Regions from separate parts of the Mus musculus genome. Here region 2 is linked to region 1. The links are chromatin contacts, called in public promoter capture Hi-C maps. All regions are on one chromosome and are shown on one strand. The core of a region is the stretch at or near the end of the contact, and the rest is flanking DNA. Distances in the headings are between cores, read along the strand shown. Region 1 has its middle 62 kb from the start of Ubl3. Region 2 holds the start of Alox5ap (arachidonate 5-lipoxygenase activating protein).

The links. Promoter capture Hi-C pulls out the DNA fragments that hold promoters and counts their contacts.
Region 2: a promoter capture Hi-C map of the C10 cell line shows a contact between it and region 1, with 5 times the contacts expected there. The contact joins the promoter of Alox5ap here to the enhancer-like site in region 1. A contact is called at or near these places in 4 of 39 promoter capture datasets (the C10 cell line, liver and neutrophils), 2 of 115 datasets of contacts at active chromatin or transcription factors (microglia and pancreatic cancer cells) and 1 of 9 other capture datasets (adipose tissue).

The regions. Positions count from the first base shown.
Region 1 is chr5:148,487,555-148,494,694 of GRCm38.p6, reverse strand. No RefSeq gene overlaps it. Among named protein-coding and RNA genes, the nearest start is that of Ubl3, 62 kb to the left of the region's middle. Within about 2 kb of position 5,179, at least 183 of the 459 cell types and tissues checked have an H3K27ac peak or open chromatin away from gene starts, as enhancers often do. A contact at or near this core is called in adipose tissue and neutrophils, where this site is marked.
Region 2 is chr5:149,262,858-149,269,718 of GRCm38.p6, reverse strand. It overlaps Alox5ap (arachidonate 5-lipoxygenase activating protein), which reads right to left and starts at 4,715. Exons shown (of 5, transcript NM_009663.2): 1 at 4,537-4,715. The coding sequence starts at 4,606.

The DNA.
Region 1 (7,140 bases), core at 3,930-6,429:
AGATCTATGGAAACTGGCAAAGTCTTTCTTTAGGGTAGACATTAAGAGTATGCAAAAAAATAAAAAAGAACAAAACAAAAATACTAACAGCTGTAGGGATCTGTTCCCAGATTGTTGCAACCTGAGAGAGCTGACCTACAGAGCCCTCCTACCAAAACAGTTAGCTCCTCTCCTACAGAGCCCGCCCACCAAAACAGCTAGCTCCTCCCTCTACAGAGCCCTCCCACCAAAACAGCTAGCTCCTCCCCCTGTGCGGTACAAAATACGTGCGAAGGTTCCAGGCTGTTGGTGCTGCTCCAGGAGAGGAATCAAGCTCACCCGATCCCAGCTTTTCTCTATGTGTGTCTGTGTGTCTGTCCTCTGGGATCAAGTCCATAGACATGTCTTTTACTGGTTTTGACCTCTAGAGTTTGCCTGTAAGAGAAAACACACATTTGTCTTTCTGAGTTTGGCCTGCTTTACTCAATGTTCAATGCAATGACTTCCATTTTCCAGTAATGTTACTGTTCCAGATGGCTGAATAAAAATTCTATTGAATAAATACACTACATTTCCCTTACCGATTCATCTGAGCATGTAGACCAGTTCTGTCTCTTGACTACCAATGTGGATGTTCAAGCCCCTCTGGCATGTTGGCAGATGTCTGGCTGACTCCTAGGACAGGTGCTCCCACTGTGACCACCATGCTAATTTCCACAGTGCCCCATCTGGCTACTGCCAGTCTCTGATTACCTTGCACGTAGCCTTAGTGCTAACAATTTAGGTGACACCCAGCCTGGGTGGAGTTGTGGAAGAGGTTTTAGGAATCTGAGGACAGGAGACCCAGTTTCTACCTGTGGACTTCACCATCTCTATGGTATTCCCGAATTCTGAGTTCATGGTTGCCTAGCTGGAGAAATGTTGCTAATGTCCCCGCGTGGGCTTGCCCTCAGCCTTCAGCTGATCTCCTACACTCGTTTCTGGTAGGATGCCCCTTCAAGCTTCCCTTTCTATCATCTTCCCGATCCTCTACTCCCCCACCTGCTCAGATCTCATATCGCCCCTTGACTCCTAGGAAGTCTTCTTTGAGAAGTCCTTTTATTTATCTCTCATTTTGCTTGTCAGGATGAAGGGGAAGAGCCTGCTGATACTCACAGTCCACGCAGTCCCTTGCTTCTCTAATGATTTTGATGGCAATAGATTTCTGCCTGTGGACTCTGCTTCGACCCTGTGCTAGTCTCACACACTCCTGTAGGACCTCTTGTGACAGATGTAGCACACAGGACATGTCTAAAGAGTTATTTTTCAAAGTCACTGTCTGAAATGATCCTCCTCTAGCTAAGAAATTAGAAGCAGCTTCCTCTTTATACAGTGGGTTCTGGAGGGTGGTTCCTTATAACTGCACCTATGAAGGTTGGGTGCTTTGGTTCTCCTGACTCATGCACCCAGGGCTCCCCAACAGATGGCCCCAGGTGGGGTGAGATTTCCACTCACAGCTAAGTGTGCAGAAAGCAAAACTGAGTGCGAAGCTTCCATTTTGCTGCTCAGCCAGGCTAGTGGTTTATGGCTTGAAAGCAGCGACTTCCTCGTTTGCATGTGACTTCTCCATGTGGCACCTGCTGACTGCCATAGAGCGTTGGCCAAGATGGGGACCCAGTTTTCCAGTGTGGTGCAGGGAGTTTCCTGAAAGATCAGGGGTGGTCTAACCTTTGCTCCATAACTAATGCACACTGCTAACGTCTTTCTAGTTATGCTTGATAGACTGAGCCTGGTTGTGGAGAGCTCTTGGAACAGCGTCTAGGAATTTGGCAGGAATTTGACTTTGGGCTAGGACAAGGATGTAGGCTCAAGATCTTGATCATCTTGGACTTTGTTGCCTTGTTTGTTCCTTGACCTAGAACTGACCTTATTCTTTGCATGTACTTAGAGTGGTATAAAAGCAGACTGGAGAAAAATAAACCCGTGTCAGCCTCAAAACAGGCTGGGGTCATGCTATGGTGTTGTCTAATTCTCTTCTTCTTAATCCTCGCTCCCTCCCTGGAGAACCCATTGAGTGGTGGAGCTGGCTTATCACCTGGTTTTGGTGCTAAGCCTTCTCTATCTGTGGGCTCCGTCCCACAGACTAAAAAGGAGACATTGTTGTCTGTACAGAATCTATAATTTTTGTTTTGATTCATTTCCTTGCAGGGAAGGGATTAAAATCTCTGTGGATGCTCGGTAAGTTCTGTACCCCGCAGCTAGACCCTCAGTGTGATACTGTAGAATCTCTTAGAAGCATCATCTGTCAATAAAAAAAGCCGATGGCCAATGAGCTGAGGCAGGAAATAGGAGGTGGGACACTGGCAGCAAGAGAGGATTCTGGGAAATAGGGAGAGAATAAAAAGAGACGCTAGGAGAGAGGCTGAGCAAGAAGCAGGTCAGGACTGAAGGAACTGTAATTAACATGTGGAAGGCAGAATAGTTTGAATGAGTTAAATAAGTTGCAAGGCTGACATCTATCTGTACAGCATTTGCCCCGTCTTAGGTATTACTGTAACCCAGAGGGAATTTAAAGCACACATGAGAATGGAGGTTCAATGCAGCCATTTTATTCTTAAGCATCTGTTGATGTGGTGTTCACAAGGGACCCTGGCACCAATCTCCAAAGGCACTTCGAGGCAAATCATCGACTCTGACCTGCATACTATCCGACCTCAACTCTCACTTCCCACCAATGCTTTTCAGTCTAGGCTCCTCCCGGCTTCAGGAATGCTCACACCATTCCTGCCCCCAGTTAGACTCTGGCTTTCCCTTGTCTGGTACCCACCTGCACCAGGCCCTCTAATTCAGAATTAGCGCTATCTCCTCCCCCACCCCAGAATCTCCCTGAGGACCCGTGGTCATCACGTACACACGGGAGACACAGCACAGAGTCAGGAGCAGGTGCTTATGTCTGCCCTTTCTGCTGACCAGCTGTGATCCATGGTTTCCTTAGCTTCAAAACATGAAGGTTGGCCGGGCGTGGTGGCGCATGCCTTTAATCCCAGCACTCGGGAGGCAGAGGCAGGCGGATTTCTGAGTTGGAGGCCAGCCTGGTCTACGAAGTGAGTTCCGAGACAGCCAGGGCTACACAGAGAAACCCTGTCTCGAAAAAAACAAACAAACAAACAAACAAAACCAAAAAACAAAAACCATGAAGGTTGGACCAAGGAGCACAGTATCCTTCCGATGTTAACATATTCCAAGACGCCAAAGCTCCACCCCTCCTCAGGAACCTCACTGTTCTTGAGCGCGTGTTATTTCAACTGCAGCGATGTCTTTGCGTCCAGACGCTTTTCTCCACAAGGTCGACTGCACACAGGTGAAATGGCTTATTCAGTTGCTAGGAACAAGTCCCCCTTACGCTGAATGACCGACGGGGGCTGTTATCCTTCCTGTCACACCGCTGCTCCTCCTCAGAGCCGGCCTGTGCTTTATGGATGGAATAAACAGCTTACATATGTTCAGATACTGGTTTGTCTACCGAGCCCTTCTACCCACAGCGAAGGCCGACTGGTGACAGAGCAGAGAAAGAGTTGAGGGTAAGGTCCAAAGGCAGCGGCTGATCAGGCTCAGGGGACAGAGTATAGGCCACGATGGGCTCAGTAGAGACCCTGCCAGTCAGCGCCAAGGGACAGAGGCTCCTGAAGCCTCCAGGATGATGGATGGACTTGGTAAAATAATTCCGTCATTGCGTGAAATCAGGCCCCGCCCCTTTCTTCAAAAGACACAAAGATAGAGGCTTCCCAGACCTTCAGTCAAAGTTCCGTGGGAAGTTCACCAGTGGCCTCTCTCAGGATGCCTCCCACAACTGGGCCACATCTTGGCCCCCACTCTAAAGCTGAGAGATTTGTCCCAAATGTAAGAAAATTGGGCATGATTATGTTGATCCTATAATTTTACAAGCTTTTTTTTTCTGTAGCAAATTTCTCAGGAACTTATTTTTCATGGTATATCACATCTTTTTTTTTTTTTTTTTTTTTTCTAGTAGCCTAGGCAAGGTCAGCTTTCTAAAGAAAAAAGATTTACCATGTTCACAGTCCCACAGACTCAATGGCATGGTCCCTGACATTGGCTGGGCATCAGCCAATGACAGAAGTACAAAGGAAGGCGGGGAGGGAGGGGGGAGGGAGGGGGAAAGAAGAACAAATGATGCCCCCCTCTCACCTCTGAGGGTGCACATACCTGTAACACAACATAAACACGGGCAAATGCTTATACAAATAAAGTTTAAAGAGAAGTTATTTTTCATTTAGTTAATTTACTTTACCATGCGGGGCTTGACCCCTTGTATTTAGCTGTGTCCCTGAGCTTGCCGGCTTCCTACTTATTACTGGGATGCATTCGTTTAAGCAAATGGCGACCTTGACTGCACCTCGTCTTATATACATGAGCATCTCGAGTAGATTAGGGCATTCTGCACAGTACGAGAAGAACGCTGTCAAATTCAGGAGCTACTCCCTGGAAAGGAAACCACGGGCCACCACCCCTGCTGTCGCAGCTGAGTTTGTGCTGGTTCTCTGTCACACAGCCGTGGCTTTGCTAGGGCCCCATATAAAGAGCTTCCACGTGGGCACCTTCAATACAGAGATTGTTGCCTTTGGACACTGGAGGCAAGAAGTCTGCAGTGCTCGTTTCTTCTGAGAGCCGCTAAAGAGGCTCTGCACTGGGCTTTCCTCCAAGCCCTGAGGCTAGCTGGCAGACTCTCACAGACACATGGCGCTTGCTGCTCTCCCTTCACGGTCAAACTGCGTCTCCCTGCCTGTGTCCAAATCTCTTTTTATGACACCAGTCATACTGGGTTGGGATTTACTGTGAAGTCATAGTGACTAATTACACCTTCAGTGACCCTCTTTTCAAGTGAGGGCCCGTTGGAGGTACTGGGGGTTAAGATGTCAACATATCAGCCTAAGAGCATAGGACACACTTCAGTCCTTAACACCCACGGTATCAGTTTCTGTTACCGTAATAAAATACCCTGACCACAAGTAACTTAGAGATGAGAGCATCTCTTTTGGCTTAAGTTCCAGAGGACTAAAAGTCCATTATGGTAGAAGCATGAAGGAGCAAGGAGTCAAGAGATCACACCTCCACCGCAAGCAAACTCAAGAAGCAGAGAGAGAACTGGAGGCGGGCGGGGCTATGAAATTGCAAAGCGCACCCCCTTATAGTGACGCACTTCCTCCAGCAAGGCCACACCTCCCGAAGGTTCCATTCACCCTTCCCCACCCTTCAAATCTCCACCAACCAGGGAACTGAGCCTTTGGGGGGGGGGGGCATTTTTCACTCCAGCCAACACACCTACAGGCGTTTGCTAGATGCTGAGAGACAGCAGGAGGTGAGCAGTCCATTTGCTACTCCAGCTGGGGGAACCTGCGTCTGTGTGTACAGTGAGCAGGAAAGCAGACATGCGAGCGAGGTTTTACAGGAACACAAGGAGTGACTCTCAGGGAAATGGCACTTCAAGGCTGCATAAATAATCACAACCTTTACGTTGTGTCTAAGGGAGACTTGATTAAGACTCAGTTAAAACTCAGGTGCCTGGGGTGTAAAATTATGTGGTCAGAGAGAAAGGGGAAGTCTTACACACTGTTGGGGAGAATGTGGACCGCTGATGCTATCTCCAAGGAAATTAGTATGGGAGTTTTTCAAAAGGGCTAAAAATAGAACTATTATATGACCCAGCTCTAACACTCCTAGGCATTTATCCAAAGTACCCCATGCCAACACACTACAGAGACCCCTGCTGCCGCAGTCACAATTGCTAAGAGATGGAACCAGCCTAATGCCCATCATCTGGAGAATGGATCAAACAAACAAACAAACAAACAAACAACAACAACAACAAAAAACAACAACTGGGGGTTATTCATCTGTAAAGAGGAATAAAATCATGACATTTACAGGAAAGTGGGAGGGAACGGCAGATATATACGTATTGGATCTATGTATATGTAATTTACATATATACATACATATAATGGCTGGGGAGATAGAACAATTGATCCATTACCTGCCATGCAAGCACGAGGACCTGAGTTCAGTCTTTAACACCCATGTAGAAGCTGACTGTAGCCACACATGCCAGTAATGCCAGCACTTGGGAGGCAGAGACCGGAGAATCCCTAGTTGTATGTCAACTTGACTCAAGCTACAGACATCAGGGAGGAGGGAGCCTCAACTGAGAAAATGCCTCCAGAAGAGCCCACCGTAAGCAGATAAACCTGTAATGCATTTTCTTAATTAGTGGTTTGGTGGGGTACCATTCCTTGGGCTGGTGGTCCTCGGTTCTATAAGAAAGCAGGCTGAGCAAGCCATGAGGAGCAAGTCAGTAAGCAGCACCCCACCCCCACCCATGGCCTCTGCATCAGCTCCTGCCTCCAGGTCCCTTTACTGCTCTGATTTTCCTCAGTAATGGACTGTTAACTGGAAGTTTAGGCAAAATAAACCCTTTTCTCCTCAAGTTGCTTTTGGTTGCAGCAATAGGCCCTAATTAAGACATTCTCCAAGGAGCCAGGCTTGCCAAATTCATAAGCTTCGGGTTCAAGGAGAGACCCTATTTCAAAAACTAAGGTGGAAAAAAAAAAAAAAAGTTGGGCGTGGTGGCACATGCCTTTAATCCCAGCACTTGGGAGGCAGAGGCAGGAGGATTTCTGAGTTCAAGGCCAGCCTGGTCTACAAAGTGAGTTCCAGGACAGCCAGGGCTATATGAGAAACCCAAAAAAAAAAAAAAACCAAAAAAAAAAAAACCAAAAAACTAAGGTGGAAAGGAATTGAGAAAGACACACAATAGTGGCCTCTGACCTCTACATGCAAGCATGTGTATACACACACACACTCGCACGTGTGCACACACACACACACACACACACACACACACAGGGGACTATTCAGACACGTAGGAAACACACACATACAGCCTCTAACACAGCAGTGTTCTTTTAAACATGCAGGACTTGCACCCAGACCAAAGTGAAATCCCTGTGTGTTAGTGCTTAACTCCCTAAGAGGCTGGAGACCAGGTTTATTGGCCTCTGTTTCGTTGGTTTTTGGCTATAATTCATGAAACGTACAAGACCTGGTCATCATTAGCATTTTATTGTGATATAGAATGGGTTTGGGTTGTTTTGAGTTAAAAAATCA
Region 2 (6,861 bases), core at 3,466-5,965, 780 kb before region 1:
TCGTGGTCAAAAAAGCAAAGCCTTTCTTTTCGCCCCAGGGACAAACCCTCTCCCTGCTGTGCAGGTCCAACCCTCCCACCCACCATCCTCAAGTCCTCAAGTCTGTTTGTTCTCTGCTGTCCCGACCCCTTTAACTTTCAAGGTCTCCCGTTCTCGGGGTCACCTAAAGATACCTGCAAATCCTTCCAACCCACAATTCCAAACGTGAGCATGTCTTCCTCAGTCCATCTATGGCTGCAGCCTCTCCCTCTTTTACCTGCTTTATGCCTCGACAGTCTCCCTAACTCCTTATAGACCTCGAGGCAACTCCGGAAGCCACGCGGGCAAGGACCATGTGTCCTCCTCTCTATGGCTAGCTGTTAATATTAAACTGGAACCGGCAAGCAAATGAAAGACAAATACCACAGGTGGTTGTCAAAACAGTTCCTCAGAATTCACCACAAAGGGGATCCTGACAACCCCTGGACCTTCATCTAGAAAGCCTCGGGGAGTCATCACCTACTGCATGGAGGGGGTCAGGGGAGTCATCACCTACTACATGGGGGGGGTGGTCAGGGGAGTCATCACCTACTGCATGGGGTGGGGGGAGGTCAGAGAGATCCATAAGTTTCTCAAGGTCACATAGAAAAAAAAAACATGGTATTTCAATTCATCACTAAGGAAATGGGAGCCGGAGAAGTAAACAAATAGTTTTTATGAGGCTGTTTTAACACAGCAGGAGCTGGTGGGGTTTTCAGAAGCTATCTGTCTATGGCAGTGGTTCTCAGCCTTCCGAATGCTGCACCCCCTTAATGCAGCTCCTTTTGTTGTGGTGACCCTCCCAGCCATAAAGTTATGTTTGTTGTTACTTTATACCTGTAGTATCGCTACTGTTATGAACTGTAATGTAAATACCTGTGTTTTCTCGGTGACCCCCTCTGGGGGGTCGAGACCCACAGGTTGAGAACGACTGCTTTGTGGTCCTCATTTCAGAAAGAGCCCCTGTAAGGGAGGAGGCAGCTGTGAGGTGGAGAATGGGGAAGGATGCTAACTCATCCCAGTTTCTCTCATCCCTTGAGTGGCCTTTCCCTGCTGTCTCCATATCCAGGACAGCTCTGCTTCATCCATCTTCCTCCAGTTACCTGTGAAAGTCATTCTTCCCATAGACAGATGCCCCTTGGGTGGAGTTGCTTTCCCAATAAATCAACCCTAAACCAGAAAATTTTGAGTAAAAAAAAAATACACTTAATACAATAACCGGCTCAATGCTGCAGCTTAGCCTGAACCTCCTTAAAGGTGCTCAGATACTTCCTGCAGTCTATGGTCAAGAGCAGAACTGTCTAACACAAAGCTTGTTTTGCAATATGTTCACAAACTTCACCGCGAGATTTACTAAAAGCAAATGGTGGGATGGTTTTATAGGCATCTTTCTTGCACCTTAATAAAACCGAAAAATCAATAGCGGGACCGCAGTCAGGGTATCTATTGCTGTGATGAAACACCGTGGCCAAAAGACACGTTAGGAAAGGAAAGGGTTAATTGGGCTTACACTTCCATATCACTGCTCATCATCAAAGGAAGTCAGGACTGGAGCTCAAACAGGGCATGAACCTGGAGGCAGGAGCTGATGCAGAGGCTATAGAGGGATGCTGCTTACTGGCTTGTTCCCTATGGCTTGCTCAGCCTGCTTTCTTCTAGAACCCAGGACCACTAGCCCAGGGTGGCCCCACCCACAGTGGGTGGGGCCTTCCCCCATCAATCACTAATTTAAAAAATGTCCTACAACCAGATCTTATGGAGGCATTTTCTCCATTGAGGTTCCCCCACTCTGATGACTCGAGCTTGTGTCAGGTTGACACAAAACTAGCCAGGACAGTTACGTTAGAGACAATGTGCATGGTTTTTCCAGGTTTGCCTCAGGACAAAGCTGTTGGTCCCTTGGCAGGAGAAAGCCTTAGCTTCTTGACAGCTGTGTGGGGAAAGCAACTGGTCTGTGATGACTCAGGACTGGGTTTCTTGGTTTCTCGGCCCTCCCAGATCTGCATCCTGCTGCCTCAGACTGGAAGAGGGTAATACATTCAGTCATCGTGATGACTAGAGTATTTGAGGGCAGAGGGGGAAGTCACATCAGGCGGGCTGGGCCCTGCCCATCCTCAGAAAACTCAGGGTCCCCAAGAGTGTAAAGCCACCACTGCACCTCCTTGTCTGGGACACAAAGAGTGTTCAATACTTGATAGCAAAGATAGGAATCTTCAACAGTTACAGAAGGACCTCGAGCATGGCCTCGGGTCTCACTGGGAGCTCGGGCTCCTCCCTGACAGGAGAGCATCGCTGATCCAAAGCCACTGTGCGAAGCCTTCCTGCAGGGCAGCAGCGGCTCTTGTCCTGATCACAGGTGGGAGGGCTCTGTGCCATCCCTGAACCCGTGATACTCTGGCTCCATTTTGTTCTACCCAACTCTTGGGGGTGCTGAGGAAGGGAGGGGACCTTTGCTCACACAACCTGGTCATTTGAGTGCCTAACACGAAAGGATCTCCAGTCTAACCAGGAGCCTTGCCACTTCCCCCTGATCTGTTTCTGAAATGAGAGGACAATGGTGAAAGTGAATTTGAACTTCCTGTTAAAGCCGGTTCCAACTGCACTGGCAGGGGCGAGGGCATGGCCCACTGTGCACCGATGCCAGTCAGATACAGTGCGGGGTACAGAGGAGCAGGAGAGAGGGGAGCTCCTACCAGGGCTGAGCAAGCACTATCCCTGCCCTGCCCAGACTAGGGGTTTCCACTGCTACCGTTCCTGGAGGACAGCCTTGCTTAGCATCCCACCATCAGTTCACAGAGCCAAGAGAGCCCTGCATGAGAGAGACAGCGGTGGCTTGAGGAACTGGTGACTTAAGGAAGCCACTTGTTCCCTCTCGGGCTTGCAAGCTGATTAAGTGTGATGTAGCATGAAAAGGGTTGGGTCTGAGCACTCCACACTGTTGCTGCATAGAGAAAAACATGCTTATGGTGTGCCAAACCTGGTCTCTCTGATTTGGGAGGCCAAAGGGGAAGCCTTGCTCTGTGCCCAGTCAAAGAAATCCTAGCATCTCCACAGTCAAGATCACCATAGCATCCCAAGGTGGCTGCGTATCCAAATCCCAAGTGTAACAGTACAGAGTCGTGAGAAATTACCAGGAAGCCATGGATGCTGCCCTGAGTAATGACTCCCCAATTTTTCTTAATAAATTGGAAAACACAAAGCCACTGGTGTCCTTACCCAAAAAAAAGTCAGCCTGAAACATTCCAGGCAGAACTTTAAGGTGACAGCCCTACACAGATCTGTGTCCTGCTTAGTTCTTTAACTCTTAATTATTTATCTTAAACTATAGATAGATGATAGATAGATAGATAGATAGATAGATAGATAGATAGATAGATAGATAGATAGAAAAACAGACGTGCGTGTGTGTGTGCGTGCGTGCATGCGTGAGAGTGTGTGTGTGTGTGTGTGTGTGTGTGTGTGTGTGTGTTTAATGGCAATACTAAGAAATAGGAACATTTCCCCAGACAGACAGATGATAGATAATAGATAAATACATAGACAGACAGACAGATAATAGATAGGACTTATATATAAATAGATGATAGGTAAATAGATAGATGTGAGTCGTGAGGATCATGAACCCTTTGGGGGTCAAATGACCCTTTCACAGAATTCACCTCAGATCATTAGAAAGCACAGGTATTTATTTATATTACAATCTTTAACAGCAGCAAAATGACAGTTATGGAGTAGCAACAAAAATAATTTATGCTTGGGCGTCACCACAACCTGAGATACTGTGTCAAAGGGCTAGGAAGGTTGAGATAGATAGATGGATAGAACATGACTGACTGACTGACAGACAGACAGACAGACAGACAGACAGACAGACAGACAGACGTGTGTGTGTGTGTGTGTGTGTGTGTGTGTGTGTGTGTGTGTGTGTGTGTGTAAAGCTGTACACCAAAAGGCTGGGGCATAGATGTGTAGTAGAGAATATACAGAAGGTATGCAGGGCCCTGAGTTCTATCCCCAGGACCACAAAACAAAACAAAACTAAAAATAGCCTTACGCATTGTTCTTTGATGTTTCTTCAAAAGAACTTATTTAAGTACAGAAGTAAAAAGATGATAAAGACTTTCTCCTTTATAGCTCGCAAGACTACCCCTTGCCTGACACAGACGACAGACGACCTGGGTCCTGCTGCAAATTGGCTCATTCAGGCGGGTGTCCAAGGGAGCACAGACCCCCACACTCTCTCCAGGCTGGCCCTCCTCTTCCACCCTTCATGCCCTTGCTCCACCAAGACACTTGGGCCAAGTTTCTCACCAGCCCTTCAGGTTGCTCTCCATCCTCTGCAAACACACCTGACATCATCCTTCAAGTGAGAGAAGGAAACCCCAAACTCACACAGAACAGGACCCACCCCTGCACACTCACGTACACAGCAATAAATACAGACGTGTGCATAGTGCACACAGAATGGTGTGTGCCTGGCTTCCAGCACCCCTGCTCTCCCTGAGGAAGGGCCCTTACCATTCTGGACCACGCTGATGAGGGTGACAAGGGCCAGGAGCACAACGTTGCCCACAGCCTCTTGATCCATGCTTGCTTCAGGCCCGCCAGAGACAACCAGGCTGGTGCTAGCACCTCAGCCTTCCTGCGCAGAAAGGGGAAGTGCCAGGCTGTGCTCTGCCTTTTACCATCAGTTTCCAAAGGTCCCCAGCACAGCCACTCAGTGCTCCTGCTCCTCCCCTTGTCCCCCTCTTCTTCCTCCCCCTCCTTTTGTTCCTGCTCCTCCCCTCTTCCTGCTCCTCCCTTTCCCCTTGCTCCTTCCCTCTTCCTCTTGCACTACCCTCTCCCCTTGCTCCCCCTCCTTTTTTGCTCCTCTCCCTCCTCCACCTGCTCCTCCTCCTATTGCCCCTTCCCTCCTCCTCTTGCTCTACCTCCTCACTTTGCTCCTACTTCTCCTCTTGCTCCTTTTCCCTCCCCTTCTTCTTTCATCTCCCTTCCCCTTTCTTCTCTTTCTCTCCTTCCTTCCCTTACTCCTCCACCTCTTGCTCCTCCCATTCCTACCCTTGCTCCTCCTCCTTCTTCTGCCTTTAGTTTTCATTCTTCCTCTTCTAATTGTTATTCAACAAAGTTGCAGGACCTGTGGTTTTGAGTTACCTTCCAGGAGTCACAGAGTCAGAGGGAGAGGGAAGTGCAGCGTATTCTTTGATGTTGCTTACTATGGGCAGCCTCGCTAGGAGCATAAGCATGAAATCTGGACCCTGCACAGCACGAGGAGCCCGGAGCCACTACCACTTCTTACACTGGCAAAAATAAAGAAAAGGGAAAATGAGATTTAAAAAAAGAAGAAAAAGAAAAGGAAATAAAATGAATACAGCACCAAAAAGACGTGCGTCCTGAGTATGCCCTTGGTTCTTTGAATTCCTCCTGGTAAATAAATGTCATTTGACACATTGTACAGTGCAGAATAGCAGCCACATAGGCTGGGGTGAATGGATGGATGGGTGAATGGATAGATGGGTGAATGGGTGAATGGATGAATGGATGGATGGATGAATGGATGGATGGGTGATTAGATGGATGGGTGAATGGATGGATGGATGAGTGGATGGATGGGTGAGTGGATGGATAGGTGAGTGGATGGATGGGTGAAGGAAAGAAGGAGTGAATGAATGATAAGACAACCAGTGGCTCCTTTCCTGCAATAAAATAAAACTATGGGACTTGGGAGACAGCTTCATTGGAAAGTGTTTTCCATGCAAGCTTGAGGACCTGAGTTCAGTCCCCACATCACCTAAGAAGCCACGTGTGGTAGAATGTGTGTAACCCCAATATTACAGGAAGAGGGGCAGGAGCATCCTCAGGCTCACTGGCCAGCCACCCTAGCTTAATGGAGAGTCCCAGGCAGGGAAAGACCCTGCTTCAAGAGATAAAGTGGATGGCACTTGAGGAACTAGAACCAAGGTTTGCCTCTGCCCTCCACAGACACATACATGTGCATACACGCACGTGCACGCACAAAAAAAGTCAATAAAATAAATGTTAAACTTCAGCTAAAGATTAAAACTAAACCAAAGAATACATCAAAAGTCAGAAACAGGGAGGCTGGAGAGGTGGCTCAGCAGTTAAGAGCACTGACTGTTCTTTCAGAGGCCCTGGGTTTAAGTCCCAGCACCGGAATGACAGCTCATAAGTGTCTGTAATTCTAGTTCCAGAGGATCTGACAAACAAATGTGCAGGCAAGACACTGATGCACATAAAATAAATCATTTTTAAAAAGGAAAAAAATTAGAGAAAAAAAAAAAGAGTCATAACAGCATTAACCAGATAACCCCCAAGAGACTACCCAGAGAGGACTCTCAAACACCTCAGCTGGCTTCCCTGAATTTATCTCCAGCCTGATGAGAAGAGAGTAGTCCCCACTGTGACAGGAAGAATGGGGAGATTGTATCCTCTATGGCATGGAAGCTGCTCCCATGTGTGGTCATCTAAAGAAGAACTGAACAATGACCCCCATTGACATGCCAACATGTCTGGGGGAATCTCACTAGACCCCACCCCTAGGTGAAGACAGGCAATGGAGAGTGGGACGGATGAGCCCCCAACATGTAGCAGATAGATAGATAGATAGATAGATAGATAGATAGATAGATAGACAGATATATATATGTATATATATATATATACACATGTATATATACACACACACATATATGCACACATATACATATATCATATAAACATATATATCACACATATATAGCATATATATCACACATATCACACACATATATACATACACACATATATACACATATATTATATATACATATATATTGTACATATATA